Linked DNA regions of Mus musculus: region 1 is linked to region 2. A link is a contact called in public promoter capture Hi-C data. All regions are on one chromosome and are shown on one strand. The core of a region is the stretch at or near the end of the contact, and the rest is flanking DNA. Distances in the headings are between cores, read along the strand shown.

Region 1 (4,562 bases), core at 317-2,816, 530 kb after region 2:
GAGTCATCTGTTCAGATATCATCTGCTGTCCAGTGACTGGCCCATGTTTCATAAAGGCTGGCCATGACTACAAGGACAGGTACTGAGTGTGAATACCAATTATGGAATATCATGTACTGCAGAAGCCCACAACAGAGAAGAAACACCAGTGACTTGTGGACAGAAAAATCTAAGATAACATTAGCCATGTGCTTTCATGCCAGTTGTTGGGAGGCAGAGGCAGGTAGATTTCTGTAACGCCATCATGCTTTACATAGCAAGGTCCAGACCAGCCAGAGCTACACAGTGAGACTTCTCTCAAAAATAAATTAAAAAATAAATAACCATACATCATTTTTTTTAGCTTTTAGAATAAAATACCAGTTGGACTTCCGTCATGGTTGGTGATGGCCAGTTTCTACCTTAAGCATGATATTAAGCACGTGGGGGAGCCAAGCTCCAAGAGACTGAATTCTTGCAGGATGGCCTGGCTCGGTGGTACGATCAAAGCTGACATGTACACAAGCCCAGGAAAGGCCACCCAGGACACAGACCTACCAAGGTTGTGCCTCTCTGTCTGTCTCTTCAAGGACCCTTAGAAAAATAGTAGCCCCATAGCCAGCTTCCCAGAGTTCATTGCCAGGCTGCTTGACCAACCCCTAACCTTGACCTCTGACCCAGCACTGGCTCAGCTTCTCCCAGAACAACCTCTACGAAAACAAAGCTTAAGCTTTGGAGGAACATCAGCCTACAGAAAATTAACTGGGGCCAGGGACAATCAATGGGTTCTTCTAGTCCTCTGCTGGCTTGGGGTGAGAACACAGCGACTTCCTCCCAAGGTCACACGTTGGGAATGGCAGAGCACACAGATCCCCGCCAGCTCCCAGCAGTCCTGAGAACCAGACCTGAAGAAAGCCCTCCTCCACACCTGGCTTCCACATCCCCTTGATAACACTCATTCTCCTGACAATCTTGCCTGCCCCCTACTCCCTGTAAGTGGGATATCCATTCTCAGGTCAATAGACTTGCCTAAGGGGACTCTGGCCAAGATAAGTATACTCTGAGATCTGCCCTTGGGTCCTGACTGCCTTCTCTTGACTTCTGCTGTAGTGGGCAGTGAACCTAGCTTGAATTTTTGAACTGTCTGGAGGTTATCTAGGCAAGCAGCCTCTTAGCCCAGTTTTTCCTTGACCGGAATCTGGAGGCCTGTCTTGCTGCCCTCCCACTTTGAAGGAAGAGAACCTGGAGGTAGCCACCCAGGAATCTGAAGTGTTAGACCACCAGGATTCTGAGAATCTTCTGGGAGAGCTGGAAAAAACAGATTCCTAGCCTCCCCCAAACCCTCTGGGGGTATCAAATCCACATTTCTCAGGTTGCGCTGGAGATAGCAAAGTCTAAGCCACAGGATAGAGTGTGGGGACCACGCATCATAGCTCTCCTGCCTGCTCTATTTATCACCTAAAAGCCCCGCTAAAAGCTGAGCGTGGTGATCCCCCAAGGAGTCCCACTGAGCCCCCATTTCATGTTGAGTTACCTGTTCAGATGTCAGCGGCTAGCCAGGAATTGCCTTCTCAGTGCCCCAGCAGCTGGCCTCTCAGACCCAGCCAGGATTAATTGGCACTAGATGGGCCGGGTGCAAAGGATTAGCATGTGCAGAATCGGGGGCAGGGTAGAAAGATGACTGGCACCCAGGGAAGCAAGCAGCAACCCCCACGGGTCCAGCAGTGTCCTAGACATAGGGCCCTTTGAGTTACTAGGGAACCTGCTCCAAGCCAGGATCTGTCTTCCCACAGAATGTGACAAAGCCAGAGAAAGGCTGCAGGACAACCAATAGCCAGGGTACCTGTGTGCTTCTGGGAGCCTCCTCAAGGTGACAGGAACCCATCAGCTCAGTCTGGGGGACAAGAGTGTGTCCTTCTCTCCTGCTCTGGTGCTGGGACTCAGTAGGATATCTGTGGCGGAGTCTTTAACAGCTTAAAGCATTATCACAAAAACCATTGGCCCGGGACAAGACCTTTAGCCAAAATCTGTATTAATCTACATTTCCAGAGAAGCAGAACCATGTGACCTGGGACAACTATGTCTTATGCCAAGCAAGGTGTTTTGTTTTGTTTTGTTTTGTTTTTGGATGCAAAGTATTTTATTTTTAAACTTGTAAAGTTGGAACACAAGATCGCCTGGTTTAGATGAGTTTCCGAGCTGAATGCACTTGCCTGGAGCTCAGTTTCTGGCTGATGAACAGTTCCTAATACCCTATGTGGGTGCCTACGTTCTGATCTGTGGGTGGTGAGCCGACCAGCGTCCGTCCGGCTGATAACGCCACTTTATGCCTTGGTAAGGGCTTAACAACCTTTAGGCATTGTTGTAGCCTTACACAGCCAGTGCTGCCCCGAATGTCTCCTGAGAAGCATAAAGCATGTACAAAAGGGTGTCCACTCCATCTCCCTCACTCTCAGAGACAGGTGTGGACACACTCACCATGCTGTGCCCATTCACCAGGAAGAAGAAGGCTTGGTTAGCATTGAGCTGCAAGCGCCGTCTAATTATCATGATGAGTTTGCTCATATTCACATGATCTGGAACTTGGTCTTGTCCAGGACGGGCAGCTGTTTCTCCCCCTTGTGTCGCTCTATAGTCACTGGGATCTTGGTGGGGTGCTGCTCCCGGATGAGCCGGACATCTTCCACTCTTTGTTCAAAGCTCTGGCGCTGCTTGAAGGTCTTCTCAGACGGCATATGGGGTGGGGTGGGGGTGGGGGTCCCAGATCAGACGATCTGGCTCCCATGACGATCACTTCCCTTGTGTCACCAATCAAGCTTATTAAGAAACAGTATCTTGGGCTGGAGAGGAGGCTCAGATGCTCTTCCCGAGATCCTACTGAGTCCCAGCATCAGGGCTGGGGATCAAGGACACACTTTTGTTCCTAACAACTACATCGTGGCTGAAGTGAAACTGGTTGAATGAAACTTACTTGTTTAGGGTTTCCACTGAAGCTCACTGTCCTATTACATCTGGGTTACTGTAATACAACACCTTAAATCAAGTGATTTACAAGTGACAGAAATGTACTGTTCGCTGCTGTCATAGAAGATCCAAGCAATAGAAGAGGTGGTCTCTGGGAAGTTCTTGTTCCTGGTAGGTGGTGATGTCTATGTGATATAGTCACTCCACGATTTGTTTCTGAGTCCTGGCCATGGGCACCAAGCTTGTCTCCACCTTTTGACTATAAACCACATGGCTCTGAAAATCTGCACGCAAGCCTTCAATGGCCCATGTTGACTTCTCTGCTTCCAAGGTAGGCTCTTCATATGAAGCAATTGTATTGTAAATTGCTTTGTCTTGTCTGGGTTTTTCAGAGACAGGATGTTGCTAAAATTCCCTTCCTGGAGGAAACAAAAACAATTTGTACTCCTCTTCTTCCAAGGTGCCAGTGACAATCCCAGGTACAATTCCACAAGCTCACCCTGGGGGACCAGTGAGTTCGTCAGACTTACAAAACACGGGTGAGGGGTTAATTCTGGAGTGGAGCTCCTCCCCTAAGAGTCTACACCAGAAAGTCTTTACCCAGCAAGGATGAAGACCTTTTATAGTTCGATAGAAGGAGCTACATTGCTGCCTGCCCACCATGGTATCTTCCCTTCCCTTAGCCCCTCCAAGGCTACATGCTTGCATATGACAGGTGGTAGGGAGCGGCTGCATACACATAGATGAGTATCTTATGATTCTCCTTACCCCTCAGGGGATGTAAAATGTCACCATCCCAGCTAGGATGATCTCTTGCAAGTTTGCACAGCAGAATTTCTCCGGATGGCAGCTGCTGGGCTAGGATATAGTCCTGTATGACACAGGATCAAACACCATGTAGCCATAGCTAGATTTGAACTTGGCCTCTGGAGTGCTGGGATTAGAGCTGCATGCCTAGTTCATATTCCACCTTTTAAGATCCAACTAGACTCTTAAAAAAAAAAAGATTTATTTACATATACAGTGTTTTGTCTGCATGTATGCCTGCACACCAGAAGAGGGCACCAGATCTCATTACAGATGGTTGTGAGCTGCCACGTGGTTGCTGGGAACAAGAATGTGCCCTTGTTCTCCAGCCCCTGTGCTGGGACTCAGCAGGACCTCTGGAAGAGCAGGCAATGCTCTTAACTTCTGAGATATCACTCCAGAATACTATTTCTTCATAAACTTGCTTGGCATAAGACATACTTGTCACATGCCGTGTTGATGTTGTAGCCTGTGTTGCCGCTGGAGGCCACGTCGATAGTCGTGGTCTGTGCCGCTCATGCTGTAGATCATGCTGGTGTCGATGGTCTAGACTACTGCAGCAGGACATGTCAATGTTTGTGGTCCGTGCGGCTGTTGGAGGCCGTGTTGATGTCCCTGGTCCATGCTTGCCTCCGGAAGCCATGCGGATGTCCATACTTCGTGCTGCAGCTGGAGCATGACCATGTTGGTATTTGTGGTCTGTACTTCCACCTCAGGGTATTCTGATGTCTGTAGTCCTCGCTGCCGCCAAAGGTCATGTTGATGTTCATCGTCTGTGCTGCCGCTGGCTGCTGTGGGCGATGAAGCTTCCC
Region 2 (4,466 bases), core at 953-3,452:
TAGGTCTGGAGGGAGCACGGAATGCTCCTGGAGCTGAAGCTGGGTCTAGAGGGAGCACGGACTGCCCCTGGAGCTGAGCAAGTTCGGGTAAAGCTGTTTTTACCTTCTCAGTTCAGACACTTGCTTATCAAATGGTTCCTTGCCAGTGGGTGGTGACTCAGACCCAAGAGACAGCTAGTTGGTCATCCCATCCTTCTTGACTTCCTCCCTGGTTATCTTCAGCTACTCCATCCATAAAGCAGCCCACCACAGTGATGGATGTTAGCCTTATAGCCTGGGTGTGTTATCATGACTATGTGTGTTAAACATGGAACTCCATTAAGTTTTGTTTAGTTGGGGATAGACACCAGGCTTTTGGCATGCCAGGTGAGTGCTGTACAGCTGAGCTATGTCCCCAGCACCATGGGAAACGTTATTAGAGAGTGCCTGGATCAGAGTTAATTTAGTGCCTCCTTCCTAATTTTACAGAATCCAAACATTTCACAATAACTCTGGAGCCAGGCTTGCATCCTGCAAACCATCTCCCTGCCCTCCAAATTCTACTCTGGAGCTCACCCTCCAGTCAGGGATTCCAAGTCTCCATTCCCAGATCCTTTCCCTTTAAATATGTAAGTGTTGATTTCCCATAATCCTCCTTGGATTCCCCTACCTACCCCTGTCTTCTCTCTCTTCTCTCTCCCTTTTCCTCTGGTCCCCCCCCCGCCCCTCCTTCTTATCCTATCTGCTGCACAGGCACAAAGAAACCTAGACTTCTGGGTTTTATTTCCCTGTTTGGTTTGGAGTTTTTGTTTTTGTTTTTGTTCTAGCCAGGCTGGAAGTCACTATGTAGCCCAGGCTAGACTTGAACTTTAGACGATCCTTCCTCCACCTCTTCAGTGCTGCAATTACAAACATGAGGTACCCTACCTGGCCCAGCCCTCCATTTTTATCACTTCTTATTAAGTCTCTCCAGCTGTAAAATGAGGCTTCCTGGCTTCTTATCTGGCCAGCTGAGGGCAGGTTCTCTGGGCCTCAGTGGATATTGATCCCTGCCAGGACAGCCACCCTCAACACTATCAGTACCCACACCAGGTGCTAGCCCTGCTACAATGTATAGCAGGAGAGAGCACGAGGTCTTCGGGGGCGGCAGCTGCAGCCTCTGCAGTCTGGACCAGGCTGGCTATGGTCCAACTGGCACCTTAGCCTAGGACAGTTTTCTACACAAACTGGTTTTTCCTTCTGGCTGGCAGCCCAAAAAGAGTAGCGCAATTCACTCCCAGCCCGAGGCTGGGGAGGCTCTGACTTTTCTAGACTCCCAGGATTGTACTCCCTGTCTTCCGGGAAGTCAGGTTGTGTGCAGTACCCAAGCTTTGCTGCTAGGTCTTGCCTGGTCTCATGGAGAAAGCTTCTGGAAGATCCGAGCCAGAAGCTGGGTTAGCCAGACTCTACAGTGGCAGAGCTACCCTGGAAGGAGGCAGGACCTCTCTAAGGCTCTGCATTAGGGTCCAAGAGGAGCCAAGAGACCCTTAGCTCCGAAGACAAGTTCGTGGCTGTGCTGTTTCGGGAGCTAGCAGAAGGCACAGCCAGCCCTGGATAGAGCAAAGGCTAGAGGGGCTACACAACAGCTAAGGAGGCCAGGAGGCCCATGTTCCCTCCATGTCCATGTCCTCAGCAGCCCTGGCTCTGCAGTCTTCTCCTCCGTGGTCTTGATAAGTTTATCGAGTGAAGCTCTGTGTGATTTGGAATGGTCTCTCCCTTCTCTGGGTCTCAGTTTCCCCACCTGTCCATAGAAGGCAGGACTGGATCTATGTTTCAGGAAACTGCTTGCCAGGTTCGGTGTTGAGTCCAGCAGATGCATAGGCTGAAATGTATCTGGGGATTTTAAGGGGTGATTGCTGGGGGTTCTGCATCGCATGGGCGAAAGACCCCATCTGCCCCCAGATCAAGAAAGAGCTTGGCAGATCCGGCCTGGCGGGGACCAGCGCTCTGCATGTCCCTGGCTCAGTGTCCGGCTTAGACAAGACCTAGGTTCTCCAGGGAAGGTAACCCTGCTAACCCACCAGGTTCCCATCGCGCCGCTCCCGCAGCGGAGCCCAGCGCAGGATTGCAACTGGTTCCCTGGCAACCTGGGAGGAATCCAGCCGCAGCTACAGGCTCTTCCTCTCCCCTCCCACCGCCTCCTACTGCGGGCGCCGGGGGCGGAGGCTGCCAGCCCATTATAAAAAGCAACCGAGACCAGCCGCGAGTGACTACTAGGAGCTGCGACACGGCCCAGCCTCCTGGCCCGCCGAATTCCTGCACTCCAGCCATGGCTCCCTCGCCGCTCGCGTGGCTGCTGCGCCTGGCCGCGTTCTTCCATTTGTGTACTCTGCTGCCGGGTGAGTGGGTCCCGGACCCTACCTCGGGGAGAAAGGAAGGGTATGCAGACTGCATCTCCCTGGGGAAAATAGGCCCCCGCGAGTCCCAGCCATCCCAGTGGCTTCTGGGGTGGGAGTCGGGGAGACACCTCGGAGGTGTCTGTGGGAGACAGAAGCTGTGTGGGGAGGAGAGCGAGGGCTGAGGGAAACCTGAGCAGGCTCCTGGCTGACGGACAAGAGGTGGTTCTTCCTACTGAGGTTAACTATAACCTGTATAAGCTCTGGCCCGGGGCCAGGGACTAGGTAGGACTTTCCCCTGCCCTGTCGCTCCAGGCCCCCAGAAATAGTTAAGGTCAAGGTCACTGCAGCTCATGGGGATGGAGCTTGTCTCTAGTACTGGCGTGCAGCTTGTCGTCTCTCTGCCTGTGTCTCCCCCATCATCCTTGCCACTTTCTCCAAACCCAGCTTAGAAAATATTTTGTCTCTACGGACTTGCTTCCTGGAGTCCACTACCTGGTAGTACAAGGTGTAGACATTCCTAGGGACATAGGAAAGATGGAGAGCTAGAGCTAGAGATCTGTTTGAGGATGCTCAGCCAGTATGCAGGGCAGGAGAGAGTGATGCCCAGGGACTTAAGGAAGGAGAGACCAACAGCCTTGCCCACCTTCTCTTTTGACCATTCCACCTCCTTTAACCTCTAGAGCTCCATCCTCAGGGAGGGCCGAGGCTATTTAGCCAGGCTAAATTAGCAGGTTGTCGCTCAGAGAAGGTGGCACTCTGCCTTAGGGCGCACTGTGAAACTGGAAAAAAATGAGAGCCAACCCCCAGCATCAAGGATATCTCCATGGAACTAAATCACCAGTGCCACAGGGAGCTGGGTGGGTGAGTGGGTGGGAGTGGGGGTGGTGGGATAAAATTGTGCCTGCCTTTCTGCTGTCTGAGCTCTGGCCCTCAAGCCTGAGATATTTGTAGACAGTGCGCACGGGGAAGTAGGAATCAGATGGAGGTTGCTTTGCCATCACCTCCCTGTGTGTCAATGGAGCAGGGTCTTGACTTCTCTGGTCCCAACTGCTGTAGCATTCACGCCTTACCGGTGAGAAAACTCCAGTGTCTAGGGAGGCATTTTGGAAAGTGCATGTGGTCATGGTGGTAGCTATCACTTTCCTAAGCTTATAGGGAAATCCTAGGCAAGGTTGAAAAGAAAACCCAGAATGTCTGATGCCTGAGGACCCTAATCGTGGTTGCTGGCTTTGCCAGGACACAGTGAGGATGGATGACTCAACCCCAGTGAACCTCAGTTTCTTCTCCCCTTGAATGAGGTATTCAGCTGGGTTCACCCTAGAGCTCCCTCAGCAAGGGGGGGGGGGTGTCTCAGGCTTTAGGGATGCTGCAGGCTGGTGCAGGGCATCTGCGTCAGTCCCCAAATGTGGGTCTGCAGGGCTGTGTCAGGCGAGCGAGCGAGCGCTCAGCGCTTTATGTAACAAACCTGCAAATGCAAGTTGGAGCAGGGAAGGCTGCTCTCCAGCACTGACGCATTCACTCCCACTCAAGTCTCAGCAAGAAAGAGAAAAAGAAAGAAAAAAAATATATCTGCTTTCAGCTGTTCCAGCCTGCTTCCCCCATCCTCAGTGGGGGTGGAGGGGGGCAGAGGCGGACAGCTCCAGTGTCAGTCAGATCGAGGGCCCTATGGATTTAATTAGAAGCTCCCCCCCCACACACACACACACACTTCTCTGTTGGTCGAGGTTTTATATGCCATTAAGCACCTCTGCATGCATCTCATCCATTCATTTGGTTGGCAAACTGGACACCTGCTGTGCGACAAGCGCATTTCTGGTTGCTAAGACCACAGCAGGGAATAAAGGGCCCACGGGGCCCAGCTCTCAGGGTGCTGAAATTTGGCTGCAATACACAAAAATAAACCAGTAAGCCATTTGGTCTGTTAGAAGGAAAAAGCACAGGAAGGGAGGGGTGGCTTAACTTGTGTTGTTTGCTTGGTTTATGTTTTGTTTTTGAGGCAGGGTCTTTCCATGTAGCTCTCCTCCTGCCTCAGCCTCCTGAGAGGGGCCTATGGGAAATGTGCTGTTCTATGCCTACATGATGTTGACATTATCTGTGGGAAGAAGGTTG

What was found. Promoter capture Hi-C pulls out the DNA fragments that hold promoters and counts their contacts.
Region 1: a promoter capture Hi-C map of stem cell-derived epiblast-like cells shows a contact between it and region 2, with 4 times the contacts expected there. The contact joins the promoter of Cngb1 here to the promoter of Cx3cl1 in region 2. A contact is called at or near these places in 9 of 39 promoter capture datasets (HPC-7-derived erythroid cells, the SN4741 cell line, embryonic stem cells and 5 more).

What each region holds. Positions count from the first base shown.
Region 1 is chr8:95,305,019-95,309,580 of GRCm38.p6, forward strand. Cngb1 (cyclic nucleotide gated channel beta 1) reads right to left here and starts at 1,567. Exons shown (of 33, transcript NM_001195413.1): 1 at 1,514-1,567. It also overlaps the pseudogene Gm5359.
Region 2 is chr8:94,769,978-94,774,443 of GRCm38.p6, forward strand. Cx3cl1 (chemokine (C-X3-C motif) ligand 1) reads left to right here and starts at 2,203. Exons shown (of 3, transcript NM_009142.3): 1 at 2,203-2,357. The coding sequence starts at 2,288.